2 separate regions of the Sus scrofa genome follow, and region 1 is linked to region 2. Evidence: chromatin contacts called from public HiChIP or PLAC-seq data. All regions are on one chromosome and are shown on one strand. Each heading gives the region's core, a stretch centred on a gene start, on an enhancer-like site or on the middle of the called end of the contact. The rest is flanking DNA. Distances are from core to core; before and after follow the strand shown. Region 1 holds the start of RFK (riboflavin kinase). Region 2 holds the start of OSTF1 (osteoclast stimulating factor 1).

Region 1 (6,960 bases), core at 2,934-5,433, 1.2 Mb after region 2:
CCCCATAGAAGTCCTCTTTGAAGGTATGCATGATATGAGTTTCCTATAGTCAAAAAACATTAAAATAATTACCACTAGATCACAGAATACCTGAAATTTGAATATATTTTTATTTTTATCATGGGTTAATTTAAATGAAACAATCAACCCTCCTTTTTTCTCTTTTTTGGCTGCACTTATGGCATATGAAAGTTCCCAAACCAGGGACTGAATCCACAGGTGTAGCAACACTGAATCCTTAACCCACTGTGCCAGGCCAGGGATGGAAAAAATGCCTCCACAGAGACAAGTCAGATCATTAACCCGCTGTACCACAGCAGAACTCCAACCCTCCCTAAAATTTTAAAACAGGAGTTTCTGTGGTGGCGCAGCAGGTTAAGGATCCAACTGCAGTGGCTCAGGTCACTGTGGAGGTACAGGTTTGATACTCAGTCTGGCAAAGTGGGTTAAGGATCCTGTGGATGCAGCTTGAAAAGTGGGAGGGGGTGTCAAAATCTAAGTGCAGTTTAGTGCAGTTTTTCCTTAATTATTTCATTGCTCCTGCTCTTGACCCTGACCTTACATATCACAACTATGCTATACCACAAATCTGATGTGATTTGCTATTTTTAGAAAAAATCTAACATGTATGGAGCAAATACATCAAAGAGGGAATGAACACATCAAAGAAGGAATGAACAAAGAAACTCTTTTTCAAAAGGCACCATTCCATTAGGTGAATTTTTTAAAAAAGCAACATAGTGGCAGAAGACATCTGTATAATACATACTTCCAACAAAAGACTTGGCTCTAGAATATATTAAGAACCTCTTTAAGTCAGTAAAAGAGACAATCAAATTTTTTAGAAGGGATAAAGACCTGAACAGGCACATCATATATGTCTGTCAGCAAAGGAAAGAAAAAAGAAAAACTCTAAAAAAGGCATTCCTTAACTGGCCCTCTAGTAATAGTTCTGTTATCTGAGTAGCCAATGAGGAAAAATTAGTCATGGGATAGCCTCCTGTACTTCATTTCCTTCCTCATTCCACAGAAAAATATTTTGTGTTCTTTCATCAACTCTATCCCAACACATCCTTAATGGTAAAATTAAGAGAAACATCGAGCACAATGTTACGTAGCTGTAGGCCATTTCTATTGCTCATACCAGCACTATTCTAGCTGGTTTTCCAACTATGACACACTTTTTTTCTATAAACTCTTCGAAGAGGATGAAATTTAGATCAACTTTAACACTGTTTCTGCCACATACCTGAGCTGACCAAAAGATTCAGCCATATCTAGCAGATTAAGCATTTAAGCTGTGTGGTTCTGGTGAAAAGAACAGAGGAATATGTTCACCCTCAAAGGGGTTTAAAAGAGGGGAAAAAAAGCATCACCTCGAAATTTTATCAGAAAGCACCACCCATGTAGTAAGCACTTCTACCTTAACAGGGTGACCAAAGAATTAGAGTGGATGACCTACATTAACTGTAGCAAGCTCAACTTTCACTTTTATTTCTAGTAAAGGTAAACACATGGGTAGTTATAAAAATTAATTATTTTAGTTTTGGTTTATAATGCCACTGTCTATTTTCTCCATGATTTAAAAGATAAATGCATAAAAATTTATTAATCTATGTTACTGGGCACACAAGGTATAAAAATGTAATTTGTTTTTGTATACTAAGTTGGTATAAATTCAAATGAGGTTTTTATAACTTTAGGATGTTAAATGCAGCCCCTATAGTAACCAGAAAGAAAATATCTATAGAAAATACACAAAAGAAAACAAGATGGGAATTAAAAGGTGTCACTACAAAAAAAAAAAAAAAAAAAAAAAAAAAAAAAAAAAAAAATCAACCACCTGGAGCTCCCACTGTGATGTAATGCGTTAAGAATCTGACTGCAGGAGTTCTTGTTGTGGCACAGTGGAAATGAATCCGACTAGTATCCATGAAGATGCAGGTTTGATCCCTGGCCTTGCTCAGTGGGTTAAGAATCCAGCATTGCCATGAGCTGTGCTGTAGGTCACTGACCCAGCTTGGATCCCATGCTGCTGTGGCTGTGGTGTAGGCCAAGCAGCTGCAGCTCTGATTTGACCCCTAGTCAGGGAACTTCCATATGCCATGGCTGCAGATGTAAAAAGCAAAAAAAAAAAAAAAAAAAAAAAAAAGATTTGCAGTGGCATAGGCCACAGCTTCAGCTTGGATTTGATCCCTAGCCTGGAAACTTGTATACATCATGAGTGTGGCCAAAAAAAGAAAAGGAAAAAAGAAAAAAAATCAACCAAACACACAAACCAGTAATGGAGGAACTGAGGGGACAAAAAAGCTAAAGTAAAAAAAAAAATAGCAAAACAGCTTAAGTTCATTCTTATCAGTAATTACTTTAAATGTAAATGGATTAAACTCCAATCAAAAGGCAGAGTTGGTTAAAAAAACACAAGATCCAACTATAATCCTTCATAAGAGACTCCATTTAGATTCAAAGACACAAATATATTGAAAGTGGAAGGACAGAAAAGTTATTCCATTCAAAGAGTAACCAAACACTTCACTTTCAAACCCTTCAAGTACGCTGCCAAAATTCTAGTCTTTGGACTATATTGTGGCCACCACTGATGAGCTCTCTCTGTGCATTACTCTAAATCATCATTCCATTTTCAGTCAGAGTGAAATGCAATTCTTAATTCTTACCATGGACTTTTTTGTATTCTTGTAGTATGGGTTCCATCCTATGCTCACCACCATCTTATGGACATCTCCACTTCCAACACTGGCCCAACCATAATAAATGCCAGTGGATACATCGCTGGAAGATTATCTACTACTTGTTCAGGAAAGTTAGCTAAACAACAGAAAATATGATGCTAGTGTTAAGAGTTTCATAGCCAATAAAGTTTTATAAAAACCACATGCAAGGCTAGTCTAAATCATTACACTCCAAAGAATTCTTAGGATTCTGTCTACAATTAATTAACTTCATTGTTTCATATTCTGTTGTGATTTCTTCTCCTCTTTATATGGATAGGTTGGGGAAAAGGTATCAATTGTAAGTGTAAAAGGTAACAGGTCACAGTGAGGGTATTAAGCCCTCCCAAAAAAGTACACTCTCAGGATAGAAGAAAATAGGTATATGTACAGCTGGATTTCTTAGCCCTGCTCTTTCTTAAGGAGCCCTGCTCTTTCTTAAGGAGTTTAAAATCTCTTGAAAAGATTCTTATTTTTTGGAAATACACATGCTTAGGATACAAGCTCAAAGACTACTTTAGAATGTATTGCGGCTGGATGAATTAAGCCTATCTCCAAGTTTTGACTACGAAAACTAATGTAAACAGACCAAAAAAGATACCTGGTTCCCATTCTGCCTTTGTCATCATTTAGACACAATCTAATAGATTTAAAGACAAGAAAACCTTACGGCTGGCTTGAGCATTTAGCCTCTCGGGCCCACAAAACGTTTGCTAAAGGGCAAGACGCGCCCCATGCTTAACCGCTTTATCAGGGCTGGATGGGGAGGCGGGAAAGGTGGATCCCGAAATTCAGCTCTGGCTTCCTGCTCTCTCCATCCCTCAAGCCCTGTCCCGGGTGAGGCCGTGGGGGCGAGGACGCGCTCCCTCAGTCCGACCAAAGGTCCTCCGCCTCCACAAAGCGTCAGCAGAGAGGAATGTCCCTCTGACCGCAGCCCCACGACCCGGTCTGGAGCCCCCGGCAGACGTCCCGGCCGCCAGGTGACTCGGGCCAGGGTGGGTGGGGGCCTCTGCGCCCTCCCGTGCTCACCTGTAGGGATACCCAACTGCTTGGAGCCGCGGCCAAAGCCCCGCACCACTTGGCCACGGCAGAAGTACGGCAGGTTCCTCATGACGCCGTTCGTTTGGGGTGCGGGCTGCGGCCCCGTCCGCGCGTCCGGCGGGGCCGCCAACGCGGCGGTGCCGGAACCCCGGACCAGCCGGGGGACAAGGACGGAACTTGACCGGCTGGCCGGGCGGCGCGGACGACACGCCGTGGGCAGTATTCTCACGCCGCTGACCCAATAGAAGGTACCCGGTAACTCAGAGGCTGTGTCTCGGCTCTTGGACGCCGCCGGCGACCGCGGAAGTTAAGTGCGGGTGTGGGCGGGGAGCTCACGGGGCGGGCCGGCGTGGAGGGCGCCCAGCCCACCGAGCGCCGCGGGCCTGCGCACACTACCCCGGCCCGACCAAGAGCCCCAGCGCCCGTTCGGCTTCCGTAGCCCCGCCCCCGCCGTGGCCCCGCCCCCCGCCATAGCCCGCGACCCGCCAATTCGCCGCTCCTCAGTTTCTCTGAACAGCAATGAGAACTGATCCGGGGAACCGATTTTCAGCCTAGGGGCTGTGAAAACACAGTTCTCGGGCAATCCTAAGTGTTTCTTTTCCCTTTCGCCTTTTCATCACGGTCCTGACGCCAAAGAGAGACGTTCTTTATCTCCTTGACAACTAACACTTTGATCGTCATTCATCATTCATTCGCTCTTTAAACATTTATTAAACGAAAATTCTATCTCAACGGTCACCTCTTCATAGAGACTTTTCCTAACTACCTACCAAAGTGAATCTCCTCTCCCCGGGACCCCGTTTGACCACGATCTGAAGTTACCAGGATGTAAGCTCCAGCAGAGTAGGGCCTGGTCTGTAAGGCTGCAATCTCAGTGACTGGCGGAAGATTACAAGGACTAAGTTTTTGGGGGAGGGATGCGGCACCTTCCGACCCTCTTTCTGTACCTCCCAGTCTCTCCTACAACCTGATAAACTTGAAGAAAGGCTTGCTCTCTATTGGAGTGCAAATTCGTAGGCCTTCTGACCCTTGGAACTGTAAACATTACCTGGGGAAATACTTCCAGGGTGGCTCAGAAGATGCACCCTTTTACCTTGTTCTTGAGGGAAAAAAAAAATTGTTCTCTTTTACTTTTCTCAACAAATGTGTGTGAAACTCTGTCCAGATTTTGCAGTCATTTTCCTTTACCTTACATGTATGTAACTCTGATAGTGCTTTCGCAATGTTAGAATTGTATTCTCTGTATTTGTACTGAAGGGGTGTTTATTGGCAAGACTGTTTTTACTTCCCTAATACTAGCATAGTGCCTGGATCACAGCAAGCGCTCTGTAATTATTAGCAGAAAGAAAAAATTAATGAGCCCTGTGTGTGCCTAGCACAATGCAAGGTGGGGTGAACAAAGGCAAATGAGACAAACTCTTGGCCCTTGGGAGACTCCCTCTAGTGGGGGAGACCAGTTGGGAAGCCCGATAACAATGCTATGCTATAAAAACACCAATGGGAGTCCTGACAAAATGCTTGGAAAGTTGCATGTAGAGTAAGCAGACCTCACATAAAAGACTTTTTTTTGGCCACACCTGTGGCTTGTGGAAATTCCTGGGACAGGAATCCAACCTGCATCACAGCAGTCACTGGAGCTACTGCAATGACAATGCTGGACCCTTAACCCGATGCACCATAAGAGAACTCCAAAAATGCATTTTGGATAGTTAATGGTTAAGTACGTAGATGCTAGGCTATATAAACTGGGGTTTAAATGCAGGCCTTGCCTCATTTAATTGTTGGGTAACTCTGGGCAAAGTACCCTGTCTGAATCTAGGTGTCCTTGTCATCTGAATGGGAATATAAATAACTTTGAGGAGTTTAAGTACATACTGCACTTAACAAATGACTTAGTCTATCAGAACAATTCAGCAGCAGCATCATTATCAGAGATATACCAGATAAGAAAGGCCTGGAGATGAGAGCCTGGGAAAGCACACACAACAGGTCCTACTCCTCCAATGTCACAATTAAATGAGATGAAATAACTAAAGTCACAGGGGATAAATGGGGAGAGGTGGTTTTAGGAATGAAATGAAATAATAATAAGTACTTACCACACCATCTCATGTAATCCTTAGATCGGTTTTGGAAGAAAGCATTAACTCCAATTTATATAGAGGGAAAGGGAGGCTTGAAGAATTTCTTTTCTTTTTTCTTCTTTTTCCACAGCTGCAGCTGTGGCATATGGAAGTTACTGGGTCAGGGGTCAAATCAGAGCTGTAGTTGCAGCCCATACCACAGCCACTGAGTGAGCCCAGGGATCAAACCCAAATCCTTAAAGAGACAACATCAGGTCCTTAACCTGCTGAGCAACAACGGGAACTCTGGAGAATTTCAAAGATGAGCAGTCAGGCTCAAAGTTTTAAAAATGTACTGACATGTCAATTACTATACAAAATTACTGTGTAATCAGCATAGGATATGAAAGGCAGGAGCTTGACTCTATTCCACTGCAGCTTAGTAGACCTCAATGGCTCCCAGCTACTACAGAATAAAATAGCCCTCCAAGGGTTCCCTTGAATTTACCATTTGGGTTTAATCTCTAAGGACCCCCCTCAAATACTTTAATCTCTAAGGACCCTCCTCAAATACTTGACTTTAATTAGTCAAGTCAGACCGCTTTCACTCTACTTCAGTGGCCAAAGAATATACTTGAAACAATTCATGTGATTTTCTGTAGCCTAATGGGTATACTATTTTTCCCACTCATTTGACTATAAAAGAATGCCACCCAGCATTCTCAAATGTAAACCCAAAGTTTGGGGGGGGGGTCTGTGTGTCTTTATGACACTTGAAGCTTTTAACCAAGGAAATACTGGAAATATGCTTTTCATTTCCCCCTACGAGCTGCACTAGCAGCATCCCCCCTCTGCAAGTAGGCAAAGAGCACACTTCTCTGGTGCTGGAGTTATCTCTCTGCAGGAAGATCACAGAGGAGAATCAGGAGGAGGTAGAACTAGAGAGATGTGTAAAGGAAAGAGAGAGGGCATACTACAAGTAAACAATAAAAAATAAATCTAAAGAACTCTTATAACTCAACAATGAGAAAAAAACACAATTAAAAAAATGAGCAAATGGGGAGGTCTCATCGTGGCTATCAGGTTAAGAACCCAACATAGTCTCCATGAGGTTGTGAGTTTGATCC
Region 2 (6,896 bases), core at 1,275-3,774:
TTCCAGAAGCCATTTATTTCCAAAGCAGTGTTGGGTCCACAGGGCATCTTCAGGTGAACTCCAAGTTCAGGCCTAGCATTGTCCATCTCCACACCATGTTCTATTATTTCACTGCCTGTTGTCCTCTTTAAGAACTACTCAAAAATCAGACTTCAATCAGTCCAACACAAGTTCAATCACCTACAAACTGTAAATCACTGGATGTCCAACCATTTGCACTTTTCCAGCCTCATCAAACCAGGGCATCCAATTACCAGGAATACCTAACACTTCTAGTCTTGTGTGATATTTATGTACAGTTGACCCTTGAACAATGTGGAGGTTGGGGATGTCAACCCCCTTGCATTCAAAAAGTCCACTTCTAACTTTATAGCCAGCCCTCTGTATCTAAGGTTCTGCATCCTTGGATTCAATCAAGCTGGGATTATGTGGTACTGCTGGACCAGTTCAAACCTGTGTTAAGAGTCAACTGTACTTTATTTGCCCATTAAGTGCAAGGCTTTCTTTAACAGCTGAGAGAATTTGCTAAGGCTGAGGAGAACAGATTAAGATAGCCAAGAGCTAAGCCAAACTGAGTAATTTTTTTAATGCTTTTTTTAAACTCTAAGTAAAATATGTTGTTCAGTCCTTTTTTCCATAGCTGGTATGTGTTTATGATATTTAAATTATTTCACTACTAAATGTGGTACATTTTGGATTCTAACTGCCAAATTGTCAGAGGTGGCACGGGTGGAATCAACAGATTATAAGAAAGACAGCAACTCCCTAGTATAAATGGATGACAGCTAGCTAAGGAAACAGGGGGCTTTTCAGGATGTATAAAGAGCAGCCTGGTTTTTCTAAAAGTGTAATGTTTCAAGACTTCCCATCCATTTATTTTATTACATATTTTGATAACCTTCTATGTGACAAGGAAGTCTTCTACTGTTTTTAATTTTAAAAAAATTTAAATTTAATTAAAAAAATTTTTTTGGTCGCCCCAGGCCAGGGATGAATCCAAGCTGGAGTTGCTACCTATGCCACAGCTACAGCAAGGCTGGATCCTTACCCAATGTGCTGGGCAGAAGATCAAACATTCCTGCTGCTGCAGAGACACTGTCCACCCCACTGGGCCACAGTGGGAACTCCTATTTTTTAAACTTTGCTCCCTTTCAGTAAACAGCAATCTCCCAAGGCTGGTGTTTCTGAATACACGACCCATGCCCTTTTCTCTTGGAATCATTCTTTCATTAACCCCAGGGGAAACTTTGAAGGTTCATTTTACATAGAGTCTCATGTAAAATATTTCCCATTTTTCTTCCTCCAAACAAACAACTAGTTTATGATATAGCCTGTGCTGTTTTGAGTTTAACACACACAGTGTTTCTCCTATGCCCCAGCCTCCCAGTGGAGATTCAATCTGGTAATCTGAGGTGGGCAAACTTGCTCTGCCAAGTACTGTTATGGTGAATGTTCTCGGCTTTGCAGGCAGCTGCTCAGTTCTGCTGTTAGGCAGCAAAAGTGGCGGGAGACAATACATAAGCAAATGAGCGTGGCTGTGTTCTAATAAAATTTATGGACACTGAAATCTGAATTTCATATAATTCTCACGTGCCAAAAAATCTGCTGCTTCTGATTTCTTTTAAGCCATTAAAAAAATGTGAAAACCATTCTCAGGTGGTACAATAACAGGCGGCAAGGGGGCCGCAATTAGCCGAATCCAATGCTACAGAAATAAAAATTTTCTCCTGCCCTAGGGATCATGACCTGACTCTGCCCCAGTGACTTCTCCCAACAACCTGAACGGTCTCTAGAAGGCAGACTCCCATTTTAAGGATTATTAGGGGGCGTGAGAGCACCACACCATCACGAGTACACGTCCTCCTGGGCAGGCCACGGATCAGTCCCTTTATGGTGGTAGGAGCCTCAACAAGGCTTTCAAGACACAACCAGGCTCGGGCTCCAGCGCTGGAACACTGTGGAAATACCTCCTGGCCCCAGAGAGTCGGCGCTGCGCGGCGGGGTCTATCAGGTACTCACCCAGCGCCAGTTCGAGTGCTCCCAAGCAGAGCGGCACAAGCAATTGCCAACCGCACGCCTCTCACTAACCCTCCGCAACCCCCGAAGCTCGTTAACCGAGACGCCCACAAGTCCTTCCCCCGCGCCCCTCCCGGGTCAGAGGTGGCCCAGGGTAGAGGTGACAAACCCCAGGTTTCCGTCCCACCCGGAGCGGACGCGGCGCCCGGCTCCAGCCGGCGTTGGGCGGGGCGGGACTCCGGAGAGCGTGGCCGCGTGCGCGCGCTCGCGCTCCTACACAGTCCAGCCCTTTCCCCTCCTTGCCGCGCGCCCCTGGCTGGCCCTGGCGCGAGCCTACGACGCCCCCGTTCGGCTCCGGCTGATTCTGCCGCCGCGCGCGCTGTCGTGCGCGCCTCCCGCGCTCCTGCCTCGGGGAAGCTGGCAGCAGGGGAGCCAATTAGCGCTCGGCGAAGCGGCGGCCACTTCCTCATCTGTCCGGCCGCGCGCTCCGGACGGGTCTGTCGGCCGCGGGGCGGGGCGGGGTACTGCGCGGAGCGGCTCTGCCAGCTTCTGCTTGTCTGGCTGCCAAGGGTGGACGCAGGTCCTTGAAGGCGCCCCGATGCAAGCCAGACAAAAAGAAACTTTGGGGCGCCCGGAGTGCCGAGTGGAGGGGCGTTCGTTTGGCTTTTCGTGCGTGGTCTACAGGATCAGCCGCTCCAGGAAGAGATGTCGAAGCCGCCACCCAAACCGGTCAAACCAGGTAAGGGAGGTGCTCGCGGGTCCCCTGGCCGCCGCGGTGCTCTGCGCTCCCTTTGCCACTTGGCAGGGCAAACCAGACACGTACCCGGCCCCAGCCTCGCTTTCGAAAAGGGACCCACCGGGATAGGAGTTGTTAGCGTTGCTGCTGCGTTCGCTGTAGCGGGGCGATCAGTTTGGATAGCAAGAAGATTTTCGAGGAATTTAAAAAATTTTATTTTTGAAGAGGAGTCACGCTTGGCTTTGCAACATTGTCATTAGCGGCAACTTTCCAGGCGATGCGAAGGCTACGTCCCATTGAAGCTTTCCTGGAAGACAGGGCCATTGATCTCCCTTAGGAAAAAAAATAAATGTCTTGAAATGGGTTTTTAGCCACTTCCTCTTTTTTTTTTTTTTTTTTTTCAGTGTGTGTCACTGTCAAGTTTGAGTTCTTGACCGGCCAAAGGGAACGGGAAGTGCGCTGCTTGTAGGGTGGGGTGCGTGAGCGGGTCTTCTTTGGGACTTTTGAGAGGAGCTGCGTTCGAAAATTGACCTCGAGATCTTGAGGAAAGCTTTTACAAAAGTGTACTTGAACTCCGGACTAGAAGAATCTAGGCTGTGGCAGGATAATCTCAGCAATTGCTATTCGGAAGTGTCATTTTATCAGGCAATACAAGTCCTTTGCCTCCACTCCCCTAATGAATTTGGCTAAATTGGAGAGGATGAGATTACTAAGTTCCTCAAAGCAGCGCTAAAGAGCGCTTGTAGTCCTTGTTCATTTTTATTTTATCCTTAGAATATTTCCTGGGATATGGAGAAAGGAGAATTTAAGAGGGAATTAATTATTTCAGTTCAGTACTGTAACAGACTCATTCATGCATTCATCCGGTAGGTAGGTACAGAAAACATAGGAAATGGAAGATAAATTCTCAGTTTTTTTCTTCCATTCTCATGTAACATCAGTATAACGCAGGCTGAAATTTAGCCATCTAGGTCAATTTCAAAGTAACCTTGTTTAGGAAGATAATATTTTCTTGATCTTCCTAAATTTTAGTCAAGCACTCCATCTTCCCTTGTTTGCCCTCACATGTGGTAGTTTCCAGTCATTTTATTTGAAAATTAGGTACATGTATGGCATGGTCGTTCATTGAGGACTTAAATGTTGGTGGGCTGGGTGTGAAGGAAATTTTGGGGACTTTGGTTCTGCTGTGAGCAAAGGTAGGGACATGGCTGGAATTGGGCTCTGTGCTTCTTTAGCTGTGGAATTTCATGGAGTTTGCGTATGAGAGGAGGTGCCTATATAGGAGCTGGCAGTGCCCTAAACTCATATGTAAATCAGGACATGCAGTATTCAACAAAGTAGAGTTATTCTTTAATAGCTAAACAAAATACTTTATTTTAAAGAAGGTCCTGAGGAGCCGTTCAGGAGGTTTTTCATCTCTAGACCTTAAGCTATGTCCCTGCTGCTCCTGAAGGGACATTGACGTGGTGTGTTTGTGTGTTTGCACTGGTGTGCTTTAGGGATCACATTGTGACCAGTTGTAAATACACTTTCAGGAACCATTTTTGTTATCTGACCCTACTGCTTTCTTCTCTTCAGCAAATCAGAAAGCAAATGATTGAAAATGACTGCTATTCAGGGTCCTCACTGGTTTATAAATGAGATCCAAACTCAAATAAGGTCACCCTAGAAACTGATCTGTTAGTTTACTAATTTACAGTGAGAAATCCTACTTTCAGTCTGACTTGACACTTTGTGTGGCCTGGCTCAATTGAAAACAGAACTGTCCTATTTTGGTACTGACCCACATTTACTGTATGCCAGGCACTGACCTAATCACTTTGCATGTGTTCACTCATTTACCTTTCACAATAATCCTGTGAGGTGAGTACCTTTATTGTTCCCATTGCATGGATGGGGAAATGAAAGCAAGGCATAGAAAGCTTAGGTTACTTGCCCAAGGTCAGCCACTGAGTCCTGCCCTGGGAAGTGGACAGGATTAGAACCCAGGTAGTTTGACTCCAGAGTCAGGGCCCTTAACCATATTATTATCACATCACAACATACCATTCATAGCAGTCATCATGTGTGTATTTTAGAACTGGTGCATAGGAGTAGAAAGGACAGCCCTTCTGATCCTCTGTCAGACTTTCTTGTCAGAAATGGACATAAAGGTCACCCCCTGGTTGGTAGCAGCAGGGAGAGTGCTGCTGAGCTTTACTTTCTTGTCATGCAGGCAAACTACATGGATGAAAATGTCTAAAGCAAGCTTGGAATTAAGGGACAGATGTATATAATTTTTGGTTTCTTGGTTTGTTTATACCCTGCTTCATCCCAAATGAGAGTTAAAGAAGAGGTGAAGGAGGTAGGGTCATACAGAGGGAGTGAAGACTAATAAGAGGAAATCAGAAGGAAAGGTAGCTTATAGATATGCATGTTGTTAGGTCCTGCAGAATTTCTAAAGGAGGCTTGTAGATTTATTTCTCTGCTTCAAGCAGAGAGAAGAGATCAGTTACAAGATTCCCAGTGTTCATAAAATTAAAATGTATTCCCTGCTCTGAGAAGAGTTGTTTTAATGGTACTGAGATCTGAGATGAGCTTTCCCCATGAGTTCTCTTAAAGTGTTTCAGTGGACCAGACAGCTCTACAAAGAAACACAAGTGGGACATCATAATGGTCATCCCTAGAGCTCCCTACAGAGCATGATCTGGGCAAAACATCATGACTCAGTTCCAAAGGCTGTGTGGAAAGGAGGGAGCTAGATGAGGAAGGACAGGGGACTTATGGAAGGATTTTAGTAGCAATGGACATAAAGCTACTCAATCAGGGGACTGTTTTTGGAAAGAAGGTTCTTTCAACTCCTGGTCAGATGCTGGGCAGGAGAACTGTGCTGCTTCATTTACTTTTTCACCTTCCTGAGGTTATACCAGGGATTGGGTTAGTGGCCACATCCAAAATTCATTTGCTAAACACTTCATAATATGTGCAACTTATGTTTTAGGCCCTGTGGTAGACACTCAGGTTCCGAGGAACAATAAAATCATCCGTGAAGGGAGTTCCCGTCCTGGTGCAGTGGTTAACGAATCTGACTAGGAACCATGAGGTTGCGGGTTCGATCCCTGCCCTTGCTCAGTGGGTTAACGATCCAGCGTTGCCGTGAGCTGTGGTGTAGGTTGCAGACGCAGCTCGGATCCTGCGTTGCTGTGGCTCTGGTGTAGGCCAGCGGCTACAGCTCTGATTCGACCCCTAGCCTGGGAACCTCCATATGCCGCAGGAGCGGCCCAAGAAATAGCAAAAAAAAAAAAAAAAAAAAAGACCAAAAAAAAAAAAAAAATCATCCGTGAAGATCTTGAGTCTAATGGAGATGTATGTATATCTAGATAATATCTTAGATTATCCCATAGCTACAATTAGATGGCTGACCTTAGCCATTTTGCTTAAAAAGATGTTGTAAATAAAAATGCAATAAATTGGAGTTCCCACCGTGGCGCAGTGGCAACGACTCTGACTAGGAACCATGAGGTTGAGGGTTCGATCCCTGGCCTCGCTCAGTGGGTTAAGGATCCAGCATTTCCGTGAACTGTGGTGTAGGTCGCAGATGAGGCTCAGATCTGGCATTGCTGTGACTATGGTGTAGGCAAGCAGCTGTAGCTCCGATTAGACCTCTAGTCTGGGAACCTCCATATGCCGTGGGTGTGGCCCTAAAAAGCAGAAAACCAAAACTAAAACCAAAAAAAAAAAAAGATGCAATACATTTGTATCATTGGACTCTTAGAAACTATAGTACAGAAAAACAATAAATATGTAAATAAAAATGTGAAAGTCATCCTCGCCTGTCATCTAGTGATAATCATTATTTTCACTCATTTTTTTCTCCCCTAAGTCCCTTTCATTCAAAAAAGAAAATACAATTATTCTCAGAACTGTGTCTGTTTCAGTTTTAAGTGTCTTACTGCTGGTTGACATGTGTTTGCTGCAATCTCTGTAGTGACGCCTTACACTCTGCTTGAAAAATCAATTCTGTCACTTTTTTTTCTTTTTGCTTTTTAGGGCTGTGCTCACGACATATGGAGGTTCCCAGGTTGGGGTCAAATCAGAGCTACAGTTGCCCGCCTACGCCACAGCCACAGCAACTCGGGATCTGAGCCACATTTGTGACCTACAT

Evidence for each region. HiChIP or PLAC-seq counts read pairs in DNA pulled down with a chosen protein or histone mark.
Region 1: an H3K27ac HiChIP or PLAC-seq map of alveolar macrophages shows a contact between it and region 2. The contact joins the promoter of RFK here to the promoter of OSTF1 in region 2. A contact is called at or near these places in 1 of 5 promoter capture datasets (liver), 1 of 47 Hi-C or Micro-C datasets (heart right ventricle) and 1 of 2 datasets of contacts at active chromatin or transcription factors (alveolar macrophages).

What each region holds. Positions count from the first base shown.
Region 1 is chr1:229,332,894-229,339,853 of Sscrofa11.1, forward strand. It overlaps RFK (riboflavin kinase), which reads right to left and starts at 4,184. Exons shown (of 5, transcript XM_003121967.5): 1 at 3,759-4,184; 2 at 2,794-2,826; 3 at 2,676-2,791; 4 at 1-43. The coding sequence starts at 3,840.
Region 2 is chr1:228,139,635-228,146,530 of Sscrofa11.1, forward strand. OSTF1 (osteoclast stimulating factor 1) reads left to right here and starts at 2,525. Exons shown (of 10, transcript NM_214005.1): 1 at 2,525-2,755. The coding sequence starts at 2,722. NMRK1 (nicotinamide riboside kinase 1) reads right to left here and starts at 2,256. Exons shown (of 9, transcript XM_003121961.4): 1 at 2,020-2,256.